Regions from separate parts of the Pan troglodytes genome. Here region 2 is linked to region 1. The links are chromatin contacts, called in public Hi-C maps. All regions are on one chromosome and are shown on one strand. The core of a region is the stretch at or near the end of the contact, and the rest is flanking DNA. Distances in the headings are between cores, read along the strand shown. Region 1 has its middle 80 kb from the start of TMEM97. Region 2 holds the start of LYRM9 (LYR motif containing 9).

The links. Hi-C and Micro-C count contacts between places; a contact is called where the count stands out from the background.
Region 2: a Hi-C map of induced pluripotent stem cells shows a contact between it and region 1, with 2.3 times the contacts expected there. The contact joins the promoter of LYRM9 here to the enhancer-like site in region 1. A contact is called at or near these places in 1 of 7 Hi-C or Micro-C datasets (induced pluripotent stem cells) and 1 of 1 datasets of contacts at active chromatin or transcription factors (stem cell-derived excitatory neurons).

What each region holds. Positions count from the first base shown.
Region 1 is chr19:39,342,059-39,349,693 of NHGRI_mPanTro3-v2.0_pri, reverse strand. No RefSeq gene overlaps it. Among named protein-coding and RNA genes, the nearest start is that of TMEM97, 80 kb to the right of the region's middle. Within about 2 kb of position 5,178, at least 9 of the 24 cell types and tissues checked have an H3K27ac peak or open chromatin away from gene starts, as enhancers often do. A contact at or near this core is called in induced pluripotent stem cells, where this site is marked.
Region 2 is chr19:39,687,779-39,694,480 of NHGRI_mPanTro3-v2.0_pri, reverse strand. LYRM9 (LYR motif containing 9) reads right to left here and starts at 2,596. Exons shown (of 4, transcript XR_010153241.1): 1 at 2,522-2,596.

The sequences.
Region 1 (7,635 bases), core at 3,929-6,428:
AACCCCTTGTTCCAAACCCCGGATCTCCCACTGACTAGCTGTGTGGTCTGGAGTCAGTTACTTGACATTTCTGTGCAGATTTTGGACCCTGAATCTGTAAAGTGGGTTGTTGTGGGGATTTAGTGAGGTGACTGAGCTGGGAGCACTTTGGAAAAGGTGAGGCTTTACAAATGATGCTGGTTTTTAGCACTCCTCTGGAATGGGGGCTCTAGGATGGCTACCAGAAACTGGCACCCCCTCAACCTTTCCCCTGAACCTAGGCACATTAGTTCTCATTCTGCATCCTATGAACCCACCAAATGGCTTTCTCCAAACCTGGCACCCCACTTCTTTCCACCTTGCCTGAGGACCTGAAGCCTCTTCCCTGTTCCCACCTTGTTCTAGTTCCAAACTGCAAAGGATGGCCTGAGTTTCCATTCTTCATCCTGGAGGCTCCAGCTGCAGCCTCAATCTTCTGCCCTGAGAGAATCCATTTGATTTGGTTTGATCCTTGGGAGATGGGAGGGCCAGCTCCAAGGCCTGTGACCAAAAACTTTCAGTCACCCTGAAGTCCCATAACCCCATCTTTCTTGAACCAAGCCTGCTCTGGTGCCCAAAAGAAAGGGGTCTCAGCAATGGGGGCCCACAGGAGACTTTTGCTGTGATCCAGTTTTATTGACTATGCTGCTAGTCTGGCACCCCCAGCACTCCCGTCCCCCTCCCATCTCTGGCCCAGTAGTGGCGTTGCGAGTACCAGGGAGACAGTGGGAGGAGGGAGTAAGGGCTGTGGAGTGAGAGAGGCTGACAGGAGATGGGGACTCTAGGGGACTGAGGACTGAAAAAGCGGCCCGGCTGAGGGCAGGGACACGTCCTTGCTTGGTCCAGTGACCGTTTACTCTGGACTCTGGGTAAGTGGGCTCAGCCTGCTTGGGGCTCTGGAGAACTCCCCCAGGCTGGGGTCTGGGATGGAGGGAAGGAGTTCGTGCTTTGCAGGGCCAGGGGCCTTCAAAGGCCTAAGGTCCTGCTTGGGTCTTGCTCTGCATCTGGACACACCTGTCACACTAGGAGAGCCATCTGATGACTGCAAGTGTGTGTGCACACTCGTGTGCATAGCTGTGAACTGGAATGTGTCCCTGTGTGAGTGGCTGTGCCGGTCTGTGCAGGATGACACGGTCTGTGCAGGATGTCTTCTCCAGAACCCATATCTGTCTCTACTGTTGGGTGGAGGGCCAGACCCACAAGGCCGTGGATTTCTGTCCTTTGCTTCCCCAGTTCATTCCATGTCCCACACCCTGTGGGTGACCTGGTGTGCCCTTATTTCCCAGTAGCTACTGCTGCCTCAGAGCCATGAGGACCTGGATGTCATGAGACATGTGTCTCCAGGACTCATGTCTCCATTTTCTGTGCTACACTTCTCTAACTTGCAAGGCCCTGGCTGCTGGGCTGCTCACAGGACAGGCTGTCCGTGCCTCCAGCACACTGTCTAGGAGGTGGAGTGGTCAGCTCGGAGTGGCCCTTTTCTCTGCCCTCTCGTCCCCAGGCTTGGAGAAATGGATGATGGGCTAAGGGGCTGGGTAGATGGGCCCTGCTTCCAGGGCATAGGAAAATCTGCAGCATGGGCTCTTCCACCTCCACCTCCCCTCTGCTTGCTCCTCAGATGGCTGCCGCATGCCGCTGCCTCTCCCTGCTGCTCCTGTCCACCTGTGTGGCTCTGTTGCTGTGGCCACTGCTGGGTGCCCGGGGAGCCCCGCTGGAGCCATTGTACCCAGGGGACAATACCACACCGGAGCAGATGGCCCAGTGCACAGCTGAGCTCCGTAGATACATCAACATGCTGACCAAGCCTAGGCATGTGCCATGGACAGGGAGAGAGATCCCAGCCCCTGGGACCCTGGGCCCACTCCACATTCCTGGCCACACCCTATCCCCAGCCCAAGCCCCATCTCCAGCCCCAGTCCCAGCCCCTTCCAGGCCACTCTTGGGGAAACAGAGCATCTGTGCTGACCAGGCCTGGGCCCATGTGCCCTGGGCAAGAGGGTGCCTACAGGCAGATATGAAACCGGTGGGCTGGCACCTGGGCACAGTGCTTCCAGGTATGGGGAAAGAGACAAAGAGGACACGCTGGCCTTCTCAGAGTGGGGCCCTCCCATGCTGCTGCCCCCAGGTGAGTTCGACTCCCTACCCTGTCTGTCCAGCTCCCTGGGGCTGAAATGGGGATGGTGGGACTGAATCAGGGCTTGAAAAGGTGTGGTGGGGGGTGGAAGAGGGAGAACAGGAGCCCAGGGCTGGCCTGAGGCCTCCTGATGCACGAGGCCTGCCCCCCACACTGCCATGTTCCACTCTGTCCTCACAGAGAGCTGAGCCCGCTGGACTTGTAACACTACCTCCTGCCCCCTACCACTCCACAGGCAGTGCCAGCCCAGCTCTCCCCTCCACACTGTTGGCTCTGGCCAAAGCTCGCTCCCTGTTCCTGCACAGGCTCAATAAAGCAAGTCAAAGCACAGCTTATCTCTGTGTCTCTGTGGACCCCTGGTGGGGGGCAGCAGGAAGAGCCAAATGCATGGAAAGGGGAGGGCAGGGCGGAGGCAACAAGGAAAGCAGGCTGTGCTTGTAAATCATCTAGAACGTCCATGAGGTCATCAGTCACTCAGCTCATCCTCTCCACAGAGGGACAAGTTGTGGCCAGAGGAAGGCAGGGACTCCTCTGTGGTCATTCGGCAATCGGTGAAGTGGCAGTCTTGAGCTTGAATCTTCCCAGTTCAGCACCTGTAGACCCTCCCGACCCAGCCCCATGACAACCCTGCCCCAAGTGCACCAGTGCTTTCCTGTGGCTGAGGCAGCAGGAGCACCAAAAGGTATACTAAAGCATCCTTGGCATGGGGGCAGGGGCATCAGCCCAGCATGGAGGCACAATTCTGGTGCTATGGCAGTCATGGCTGCATCCAGGGGCCTGAGCTGCCGTCCAGAAATTTGGAGAGAATGGGCTGTCCGGAGAGGTAGTGAAATCCTGGGCACAGGAGGTATTCAAGCTGCTATGGAAAGGGAGGAGGCTAGATTAGCTGAGAGTTCCAGCCACTGCCATGAATCCAATCTGTGGATTCCACACTCCAGCTCTGGGAAGGCAAGGACCTGGATCCTGCCCCAGGGAGGACTGCCCGGAGTCCCAGTGCACCTGTCTCTTCCTGGCCCTTCTCAGTCATCCTGAATAGGTGGGGACAGAGCGCGCGTGTGTGCGTATGTGTAAAGGGGAGAAGTGAGGAAACTAGAATGTGTCTGGTTCCTAGAATGGCTTCTCCTGCCTCCCCCACATGCTTGGCCTGAAGGGATGGGGTTATGGGTTTGGAGGATGAGGGGTCCACTTTCCTGAGCTCAGCTCAGCACCTTGCACAGACCCCATGGAAGTGACTCCACGATTGTGTTTCCCCTCAAGTCCTGACTCACTCTGGTGTGTGCAAATGACCTGGAAGTAGAACCAGGTCCTAAAAGGCAAAGAGCTTTAAGAGGATGCAGCTGCTTGGCTCAGATTGATTTTTTGTTTTTGGAGACAGGTGTTGCTCTGTCACCCAGGCTGGAGTGCAGTGGCAGGAGCACAGCTCACCGTAGCCTTGACGTCCTGGACTCAGGCGATCCTCCTGCCTCAGCCTCCGAAGTAGCTGAAACTACAGGCACATGCCACCATGTCCAGCTAATTTTTTTATTTTTGTACAGACAGGGTCTTGGTATGTTGCCCAGCCTGGTCTCAAACTCCTGAGCTCAAATAATCTGCTCACCTCAGCCTCCCAAAGTGCTCGGATTACAGGTGTGAGTCACCATGCCCGACCTCAGGTTGATTCTTAAATCCAAGGGGTGTCTGGATAGAGAGATGGCTTCAGCAAGAGAACAGTTTGAGTCTGAATAAGGGAGCCTGAAGTCCCAGCATTTTCTCTGGCAGCTTAAGGGGATGGGGTGAGAATGGGGAGAGGTGTGGATACTTCCTAGAGCCAGGAGTTCGCAACCTGGAGACATACCTGGGTCTGAGAGTAGGATCAGGGCAGGGGGCTCTGCCCCCACCAAGCCTCTCTGATGGCCAAGGGAGCCCCCAGGAGAGAGAGCCACCCTCACACCCAGCTTCTCAGGGACAGGCCCTGGCCAGGTCCACCCCTTCCCCTGCTCTGCTCACCCCAGAAGAGCTTAGAAGTCCAGGAGGCAAAGGCGGCCCCCTATACTCTGCACGGTAAGGGGCAAAGGCACCTCTTCTTGTTGCTGTGCCAACTCTGACAGCCCAAGCTGGGCTGTTTGGTAGAAACTTGGGTGAGGTGGGACTGGGGGTGTGTCTAGCTGAAGCTCTCCTTTGAGGTTCCCGCTTCTCTCACCTCTGCCCTCCCTCTGCGTTGGAGTCTCCCCTACGCTGGTGGTGGTGTGTGGGGTGAGGTGGGGGAAGGTTGCTGGGGGAGTGAGGGGAGGACCCTTCCACCCAGCAGCTGAGGTCTTTTTCTCCCACAGCAGGAACTCCAGGGTTCCCCCTCCCCGTCGAAGGACTGGTCCCTCCCCGGCCCACAGAAGTCACTGAAGCAACAGAGATTTGTCTTTATTGTTTTCGCTGAGGGGGATGAGGAAGGGTTGAGGCCCCTCTCAACATAAAAGGGTTGGTGGAGGGCCAGGCGTCTGGAGGCCAAGCCCCAGCCTGGAGAAGGAAGCCCCAGGGCGCCAGTATCTCCCCGCACGCCCACCCCCGAGGGCTTCCTCTCGCTCCCACCCAAGCTGCCCCCAGTCCCGAGGCCCTTAGTTCGGTGCCGACCGTACAGGCTGTCCTACCTGGGGCCCCAGGAGGTTGGTGGTCGGGGTTCCCAGGTGTTCAGCCACTGGGGTTTCGTGGTGGTCCATGGAGGGGGTTTCGTGGCTTTCGGTGGGGAGGTGTTCGTGGCGTTTGCAATTTTCTTGTGGTTTTTAGTTTTCTTTGTGCTGAGAACACGTCTTTGCAGCGGTCATGAGGCTGCTCTCAGAGCCCAGCTTGGGCCGCGATGCGCGTGGGGGTGCCCGGCGGCGTCCGTGTCCCCCCGCACCCTCCGTCGTCCTCCCTCCCAACCTCGCGCCCTCCGCCGGATCACCTGCTGTTGAAGAGCCTCCCCACGTACTTCTTGATCGAGCAGCTGGCGGCCCTGGACTGCTGCGGCACCTGCAGCCCCTCGCCCAGGGCGCCCTCCGGCGGCAGCAGCAGCCACACGAGGCCGGCCACGACCAGAGCACATGAGCAGCGCTGAGCCCGCGTCTGGAGGGGGCAGGGCGGACAGAGCCGCGGGCGGTCACGTGACCCCACGGCTGGGGTCGGCGCGACCCCTGACCGTAGCTTGCGGGTGTTCCGCGCAGTGGGCAGCCTGGCGTGCAGGGGCGCTCAGCCGAGGGACCTGGCTATTTCTGGGACACACACCAGTGCACGGACGCCCTAAGGGACATCCTGGTGTCCAGGGGAATGGTGCACACCTGGACATGCCCGGTGATGCACGCAGAAAGCATCGAGGTAAAAATGAACGGGGAGACACCCCTAAGGTGTACGCACGAGGACGGCATAAAACCATTGGTCAGCTCCCTAATCTCACCGACCTCTCTCCCGCAAATTCCTTACTTATCGCCCTCCTTTCTCCCTGCCCTTCCCTCAAAGTGTCAGTCAGGTTGTCCTCAGCCCAGAAGACTCTTCCTCCAGACATCCTCATGGCCGGCTCTGTCGCCCCCTGGAGGCATTAGCTCAAAATCCACCTTTTAAATGGGTCTTACCCTGACACCCCTGTTTAAAATTGCAACCCGGCAGCGTGCGGTAGATGACGCCTGTAATCCCAGCACTTTGGGAGGCCAAGGCGGGCGGATCACTTGAGCCCATGAGTTCGAGACCAGTGTGGGCAAAAGACAGAGAGCCCTGTCTCAACAATTTAAAAAATAAATTTAAAAAAATTGCAACCCAACCCCTCATCTTGCTTTTTCTTGCTCTATTTTTGCACTTTCTTTTTTCTTCTTTTTTTTTTAGACAAGGTCTTGCTTTGTCGCCCAGGCTGCAGTATAGTGTAGGGATCATGGCTCACGGCAGCCTCAAACTCCTGGGCTCAGGCCATCCTCTTGCTTCAGCCTCCCAAGTAGCTAGGTCTACAGGTGCACACAACCATGCCCAGCTAAATTTTAATTTTTTGTAGAAATGGAGTCTTGCTAGGTGGCCCAGGCTGGTCTCAAACTCCTGGCCTCAAGCGATCTTCCTGCCTTGCCTCCCAAAGTGCTGGGATTACAGGTATGAGCTGCCACACCTGGCCTGCACTTTCTAACTTATATATTCTATATTTATTATATTTATGTCCGATCCCTTCCCAGCGGCATCTCCTCCCTCAGTGTAGGCATCATTAATTGCAGCTGGGCTCTTTGTTTATTTTGTCTATTGATGGATCACAAGCACCTAGAACAGTGCCTGGCACTTAGCAGATACTCAATAATACATATTAAATGAATGACTAACAGTTACACACAGGAACGCCAGCCTGATGATTCACACACCCAATGCACAGAGAATTTTGTGCCTGCAACACACCATGATTCACAGACTACGATGCCCATAAACATGATGCACACCCCCAGAGCTCCTAAGCCCCTCAACCCTCTTTTAACCGGGAACTCCACTCATCCCCACCACCCCAAGCAGGGATAAGAAGCCTTAGTAGCTGTCCTGACCATCAGAATGGCAGACGAGGCTGCCCTGGCCTAACTCCTTCATGCCCTTAGTGAGCCTGAGGAGGGCCCTTGGTGTCAGCCCCCATCCCCAGGCTCCTAGAGAATACAGCTGATAGGGGGCCCAAACTTGGCCACCGGACATTACCATGGTGCTGGGCAGGTGCAGAGGAGCACAGCAAAGCGTCTCTGGCCAGGACCTGAGTCCCTTTATATTCCTAAGGATCCATGCCCCCTTTCCCGCTAAAGTTCCACTTCCAGCGCAGCCTTCTTTTCCTCCCCCTGTGTCATGACCTGAAAGTCCGGAACAGAGAGAAGGTGGGGGTGGAAGCACATGGGCTACCAGCTGTTCTGACCAGGGCACAGTCCCTGCCAGGGGCCCAGAGGTGTGGGTGGCAGAGGCAGGGAGGCCTGGGGAATAGGGTAATGTTTTGCTCCAAGTATACAGATCCAAGGAGAAACTGGCTCTGGGGTTGAGAGGGGGCTGTGCTTTTCCCAGGGGCTACTGTCAGGGAGTTATGCTGAGACCAGATGCCCCTCCCCATCTGGCTAGATCCAAGGTGCCTCCTTTCCTTACAGGGCTGCTGTGGGGTCCCAGCACCCCTATTCCCCTTCCCTAGGCCTGCTGCCATGGGGAGGGGGTGGGGTTATGGTTTCTGGTTTCAGGATTGCAGGCCCCACTGCACAGCTTGGAGATTTTCTCAGCCTGCCTGGCCATTTTGGAGCCCCTGAGGCATGACCTGCTAAGCCTTCTGGAGTCTTGACTGCTTGGATGATGAACTTAGGCCTTGGCTGCCTCAGGCCACAGAGCCTCAGCTGTGTGGCCTGTCAGGTCGCCTCTACCCGTTCAATATTGCCACCTTTCTGGGGCAAGGTTGTGAAATGTGCGCCGATTCTTCATGCCCACCCCAACCCCAGAAGGGGCACACTAGGAAGAGCAAAGTCTTCTGGGTAGGAATCCTAACTTCACTA
Region 2 (6,702 bases), core at 1,347-3,846, 350 kb before region 1:
TATGCAATTACTCTTCTTGAAGGGAAAAGTTGAAAAATAGGAATGGAGTGGTTTTGCTTCCCACCCCCACCCACTCCAGGGCTCCATCTTGCACATCTGTGTTCTCCCAAGCTAGCAATGGGGCAGCAATCCCTGCCTCCCCCAGTCCCTCTCCTACATAGCCAAGGCTCTCAAGTCCCCTCACCCCCTCCCTGCCCCCTTCATCCCTGTTGGCATTACCTTGGTTCCCAGCTTTGTACCCATACCTGGCTGGGACTATCCGAATACCTCCTGATCTGTCTCCCTCCTTCCAGCCCAATCCACATGGTGCCACCCAAGAACACTTCCTAAAAAGCACACCCTGTCACTCCCCTTCCTCAGAACCTCTGTAGAGAGTTCTCTACCCATGGCCTTCTGAGATCTGTTTCAATCCCTCTCATCAGTCTCCCCTCCTGCTGTCCTTCCCACACTTCCTGCATTTTAGCCACAGACTGAACTTGGAGGACTCTGGGATCAGACAGTCTGGGTTCAAATCCTGGTTCTATCACCTGCTAGTTCTAGGACCCTGGACGAGTTTCTTAACTTCTATCTCAAAGTCTGTTCCCCATCTGTCAATGCGGTCCCTAATAAATAGTATTTCCTACATAGGACTGTTGTAAGGATGAAATAACGCTCCTAGACTACTAAGCATGATGCCTGGCACACACTACATGTTTCCTACTAACTGTTATTGTTAATACCATCTCTGAAACATGCTGTGCTTTCCCTACCTTGACTTCTTCACCTGCCTCAAGAATTACCCCTCATCCTTAGAGACCCAGTTCCCTGTCACCTCCTTCAGGCTTTCATCCCATGCTGTTCACACCCCTATTACAGTCATCACACTGCTCTGTAATCACTTATTGTGATTATAATCGATGTGACAGAACTTAGAGCAGGTTTTGGAGACAAAGAACCCTAGTTTAAAAGCCTACCTCTGCTATCTACTAGCTGTGTAATCCTGGCCAACCTGGTTGACTTCTCTGGACTTCTGCTTCCCCCACTGTAAACTGGAGAAAAGAATAATCCACCTCACAGGGGTTTTGTAAAGACCAACCTAGCTAACTTATGGAAAGTGCCTAGCACAGGGGCTGGCACATCTTAAGTGCTTGAACATCTTTTTTTTTTTTTTGTCCTGAGACAGGGTCTCACTCTGTCACCCAGGCTGGAGTACAGTAGCATGATCAGGGATCACTGCAGTCACAACTGCCCGGGCTCAAACGATTCTACCGCAGCCTCTCAAGTGGCCGGGATCACAGGCACACGCCACCACGTCTGGCTAATTTTTTAAATTATTTATAGAAACGAAGTCTTACTATGTTGCCCAGGCTGGTCTCAAAATTCTAGGCTCAAGTGATCCTCCTTCCTCAGCCTCCTACGGTGCTGAGATTATGGGCATGAGCCACTGCGCCCAGCGTTGAACATCTTACCCTTTCCTACTTTATTTGGCTTTCTGTTCCTTGCTGACTGTAAGCTTCTGGAGAACAAGAAACTATACTGTATTAGTTCAACACCTGTGAAATGAAGGGAAATTAGTAAGAAAAATATATATACGGTTATTAGTCACTCCTCCACAGTTTATAGTACCTGAACCATAACAGAAGTTCCATAGATGTCAATTGATTCCCAAGTTACCAGAGGAAACTAAAGCCAGCAGGAAACTGTCCTGAAGTCAAGAACCTGTGGCAGGTGAACCCAGAAAACATTACGCTAAGTGAACAAACCCAGTCACAAGGGGCTACTTAATGTATGATTCCATTTATACGAAACATCCAGAATAGGCAAAAGTACAGAGACAGAAGTACATTAGTGGTTGCCTAGGGCTGGGAGAATGGGAGTAGATGGGAGGGGGGAGTGACAGCTAAAGGAGGTGTTTCTTTTGGGGGGTAATGTTCTAAAACATTATGGTGACAGCTGCACAACTCTGCAAACACACTGAAAGACACTGAATTGTGCACTTTAGATGGGTGAACTGTATGCTTCGTGAATTATATCTCAATAAAACTTTTTAAAACAATAACCACAAAAAGGATCAATCCTAGGAGCGAAAGGGTTTCGGCCACGGAGCAACTTGCTCTTACGCAGAAGCATAAATCATCACGACAAGGTTGCTCCGGCCACCGGGTGCCGCGAGCAGAGGGACGGTGGAGGGGACATTCTCCTTTTAAAAGTGGCCAGGCCGTGAGCCTCTGAGAGGCTGGCCTCCGGGCTGCCCCGGACCTCGCGCCCCTAGCTCGCGCTGCAGGCCTTTCCTGCTCCTCCGAGGCCGCCCGGCCAGGCCTGCGTCAAGCCCGGGCGCCGCGCTCCGGTGCACTCAGCTCTCCGGTGGAAGAGCGCAGACCGCAAGGGAAAAGGTGCCGGCGCGGGTCGCCCCTAGGTCTTCTATAGATCCGACGACGCCCGAGGCCTCCACATCCCTAGCCCGCCCCCGCCACCCAGTGGCTCCGGCCGCCGCTGCCCCCGCGCCCCCGCCCTCGGCCTCGGCCTGCGCAGCGCGGCTCACCAGCCTCCAGGGGAACGCCAGCCCCGGACGCCGCCGCGGCGACGAGTGCGCCTGCGCCCCGGGGACTGAGCGGCACCGCCCCTGCCCGGCGACGGTGAGCCCAGCGCCCTCTGCCGGCCGCGCGCGGGACTCGGGGTCCTACTGGGTGCCTCTTCCTAGATCCGACCCCACCCAGTTGAAAGCTGTCCCCACTAACAGCCTTCGTTACCAGTTACCTCAAACACCCACTCTGCCTTCTGGCTGTTGCTACGCCGGATATAAGCCCTAAAGGCACTCTCTCCTCCTTATTCCTGAATATGGATTGTGCTATGAATATGGGGTGTTCAAGATCTCTGAAAGGCTTGCTGGAGGACTTTTCCTGAACCTCTCGTGTTGATGACAAGAATTGTGTTTGGATAGGAATCTGCGTTTTGAATCATTTCACCAAATTACAGTCCCATAACACCTGTCAAAAGAATAAATATGACAGTAATAAGCATGCTTCCTTTCAGACCCATCTATAATTATAATTGAGGAAAATAATACAAAATTTAAACTTAGAGCTACTGCCAGTATCATTCTTTGAAAAGGAAATAATGCTGTTTTATTAAATAGGCTCTCCCTGCTCTCTAATGTTTAAAGCTCAAGTGCTTCTCTGAATTGATTTAAATACAAGTTTTATATCCTGAAAGAAATAAAGATGAGTCATTATCTTAAGACAAACCCCCCTGTTCAATGATGCTGCTGATCTCTCAGCTGATGTCTAAGCGGGAGTTAGGTTGTTAGTGGATAATATTGCTTCTGTTCACGTCTCTCTTCTCCAGGGCTTTTTAAACCTGTTTGTAACGAAAAGACTGATTTCCTTCAGACTCCATGTGTCGTTGATTTAACAGGACAACTTCTTACAGTTTTTTCTTTTTCCTTTTTCTTTTTTTTTTTTTAAGTAAAACATTGCTCCCCGGTGGCACCTGGGAATCTGTTTTTCTTCTCTTAGGATAAGAGAAGCAGGGATATTTCTTAACGGAAGTTTTGTTTTGTTCCTAACTCCCTTTAGAGCTTCCTCTTTTCTTTTTTTTTCTCTTCACCTAACATACTAGACTTCCCTCAAATCGGGGGTGGGGGATGGGAAGGTGGGGTTCCCTCCCTTGAAATATTCAGATAATTACTTCCATTTATTTTAAAGATGTAGACTTGGACAAATATATCTGAAAGATACAACTGTACCCTCATAAATCAGCCCTCTTATTTACACATGCATAATCAAGGGCACGTCATTAGTGCAGAGCCAATCAATAAATCATTAAGCTTTTAAAGCCCTTATTAAGAACAATCTGCAGTAACATCATCCACTCCTGTGCTCAGTCTTAGGATCATTTAATAATTTTAAGAAATTTCACAGTCTGTTCTGTAGTCTCATCTCCCTTTTGTTCCTAGATCGCTGTATTCCTGAATCAGAAACATGGTTCTAATACCTAGATCTCATAAAATATTGAAGATGCAAGCTGTTTGCTTTACCTCTGAAAGGCTCCACCTTCAGAATCACTTGTGCCTCTTCCAATTTTACAAACGCACAAGATTTTAACTTTCACAAAAATTTCTTATAAACATCCAAACACTAAGAAAAAAAAATCCAAAGCAGGAGAGATTTGAACAATAATCTCTAATTTTTTTTCCAAGTCACAATGGAAACCTAGATTTGAAAATAATTGAATTTGAACCTTTTAACTTGACAGCAACCTTAGGTTCTTACAGCTTCAATAGTAAAATGAAATAATTTTTACTAGTCCAAACATTCACTTAAAATGACACCAGTCTCATAATCTGATAAAACCCCAACCATTTTTACCATGTCATTTTCCTATACACTGAAATTTTAGCAGATGAACCCCCTTATGTCAGACAGTGCATGATATTTACAGATAAACAAAATAGAAAGACCTTTTACTTGAGAAATTAGTCACCCACTGTCCAGGGGACATGTTCGCACAGGGGAGTTTATTGACTTTCCTAAGAAATACACCACATTCTCTTGATTTCTGACATTATGTCATTTAGCCTGACAACTGCAGATTTGTAACCAGTATTTGTAGGGAAAGATACAAGAAGTCCTGACGTTTCCAGTTTAAACCTGTTTTTAGATTTCAAAGAGAAATGATAACGTTTGCATCCTCTGATTAAATCAGGTTATTGTCTCCAAGGTTGACCATGTAAATAATTCAAATTAATTCATCAGTGTACAATAGGTTTAATAAGCATAATAAACACTTTTAAGAAAATACTTAAGACCCTCGGTCTGCCCTCGATCTTGCTCCCCATTATCTCAGATTTCCCTGAGAACAGAATGAGTGGTACCACGTTGTTCTCTTCTATTCAAAATATGCAAAGCTGCTATTTACCAGTTTGCAATTTGCATGTCTCAAATCCTGCCAGAACACAGGGTGAGGGCCATGAGGTGATGGGTGAATATGCCAGAAGAGGACACCAGGGGCGAAAATGGAAAATGGGGTGAACAGATCTTCCTTACCCCAGCGTATTGCAAAACACAACTCTTGCTGACTACTCAAGATTTGTTTTAAGACAATAAAAATATTGGGTATGAAAGGTTATGTGAAATCTCAGACATCTAGTTTGTTTTTCTTTAATTGCTGGGCAAAAGAAAGGGATGAGCAAGGATTTCAATATTTTTATAAAAGGGAACACAAGAGGAAAAAGGGTACAATTGTGACTATTTACAACATACACTTGGAGATTAATTTATGGGCTGGGTTTCAGCCTTCCTGGTCCTCCATACTATGTTACTTTCTGCAGCACCATAAATCCAACTTTGCTGACTGGTATATGTCATTCTCTGTTTCTAGTGTGTTCTGTAGTAATTTATTAACAGTGACCACATGTGAAACCACATTGGTGATCAGATGTATGTTATCTCTGAATATGTCCCCACTTTTTTTATCTCTTGAAAATATGTACTATGTCTCATGATTTCAAATTGTAAATAACATACACACATATACATAATGTTTTGTATGAATCACCTTTGGAATGGAATTTCTTTTTCATAAAAATTTCAAGTGCATGCTGGATGTGTATGTGGCAATATTACCAAAGGAGTGAATGTGCTTGGGAACATTCTTCTTTTTTGCATTTTGACAGCATTTGACTAAAGATCCACTTAAAATTACCTTGCTCACAAAGTGTAATTCTGTTTCCACTGACTATATCTGCAGTGTCTTGAGATGTCCAGAGACAAGAATTACATGCCACCATTAATAGGAATGGAGACTGTAAGAAATAATCAACTTTATTAAATAGAATTATTTGAAGAAAGAGGAGAGACAAAGGGGTGAAGAGGAGAAGGAGAGAAAGAAGAAAGTAAAAATGAGGGAAGTGGAGAATAAGTAAAAGTAGAAGGGAGTTATCCTGTTGATGCTGTCCCCAAGAGAAAGGGATGATAGAGTTTTAAGTGTAGCAGCCCAGAAAAAAAAAAAAAGGCAACATTAATGAAGGGAAATCATTTATCGGCTTGGCCAGGAAATTGGGTGTTCTGGTCAGTCAACTACATGGTTAATAGTTACCTTCCACTTCAGCAAACATCTGTTGAGACTCCTTCATGTGCAAAACTCCATGCAAGACCCTGGGTCATAGCGGAGGCCTCTGAACTCTATCCCTGCCATGCGGGCTCTCCTGTCCTTCTCCACTATGGTTAGAGACAGGTATAGTCTTGTCACTGTCCTGCTGTAGTCCCCTTAATGACTTCTCCGTGTTCTCTGAATACATACGCCAAACTCCTTACCATGTCCTATGAGGCCCTCCAGGGTCTGGCCTCTTAAGCTTCCATCCATGTCCCCGTCCTCTGTGGCAGCCACAGTGGCCTTTCAGACACTCATTGTATCGTGTCCTTCTGCCCTGCTCCTCCTTTAGATCCTAGCTAATAGATCTCTTCCTCGCCTTCCCTGACATCCACATTCCCACCCCATAATGGAGCAGGTCCCCCCACCCAAAGAGTAGACTGTACTTTTCTCCATGGCATGCATCACAATTTATAGTTACATATACCTCAATTTGGATTCCCCCCAGAGAAGCCCCCAAAGCAAGGATTTGAGAACAACTAGTTCATTTGAAAGGTGGTTCTAGAAAACACTAAGTGAGAAAATAGGGAAGTGAGGCTGGGTACCGTGGCTCACACCTGTAATCCCAGCACT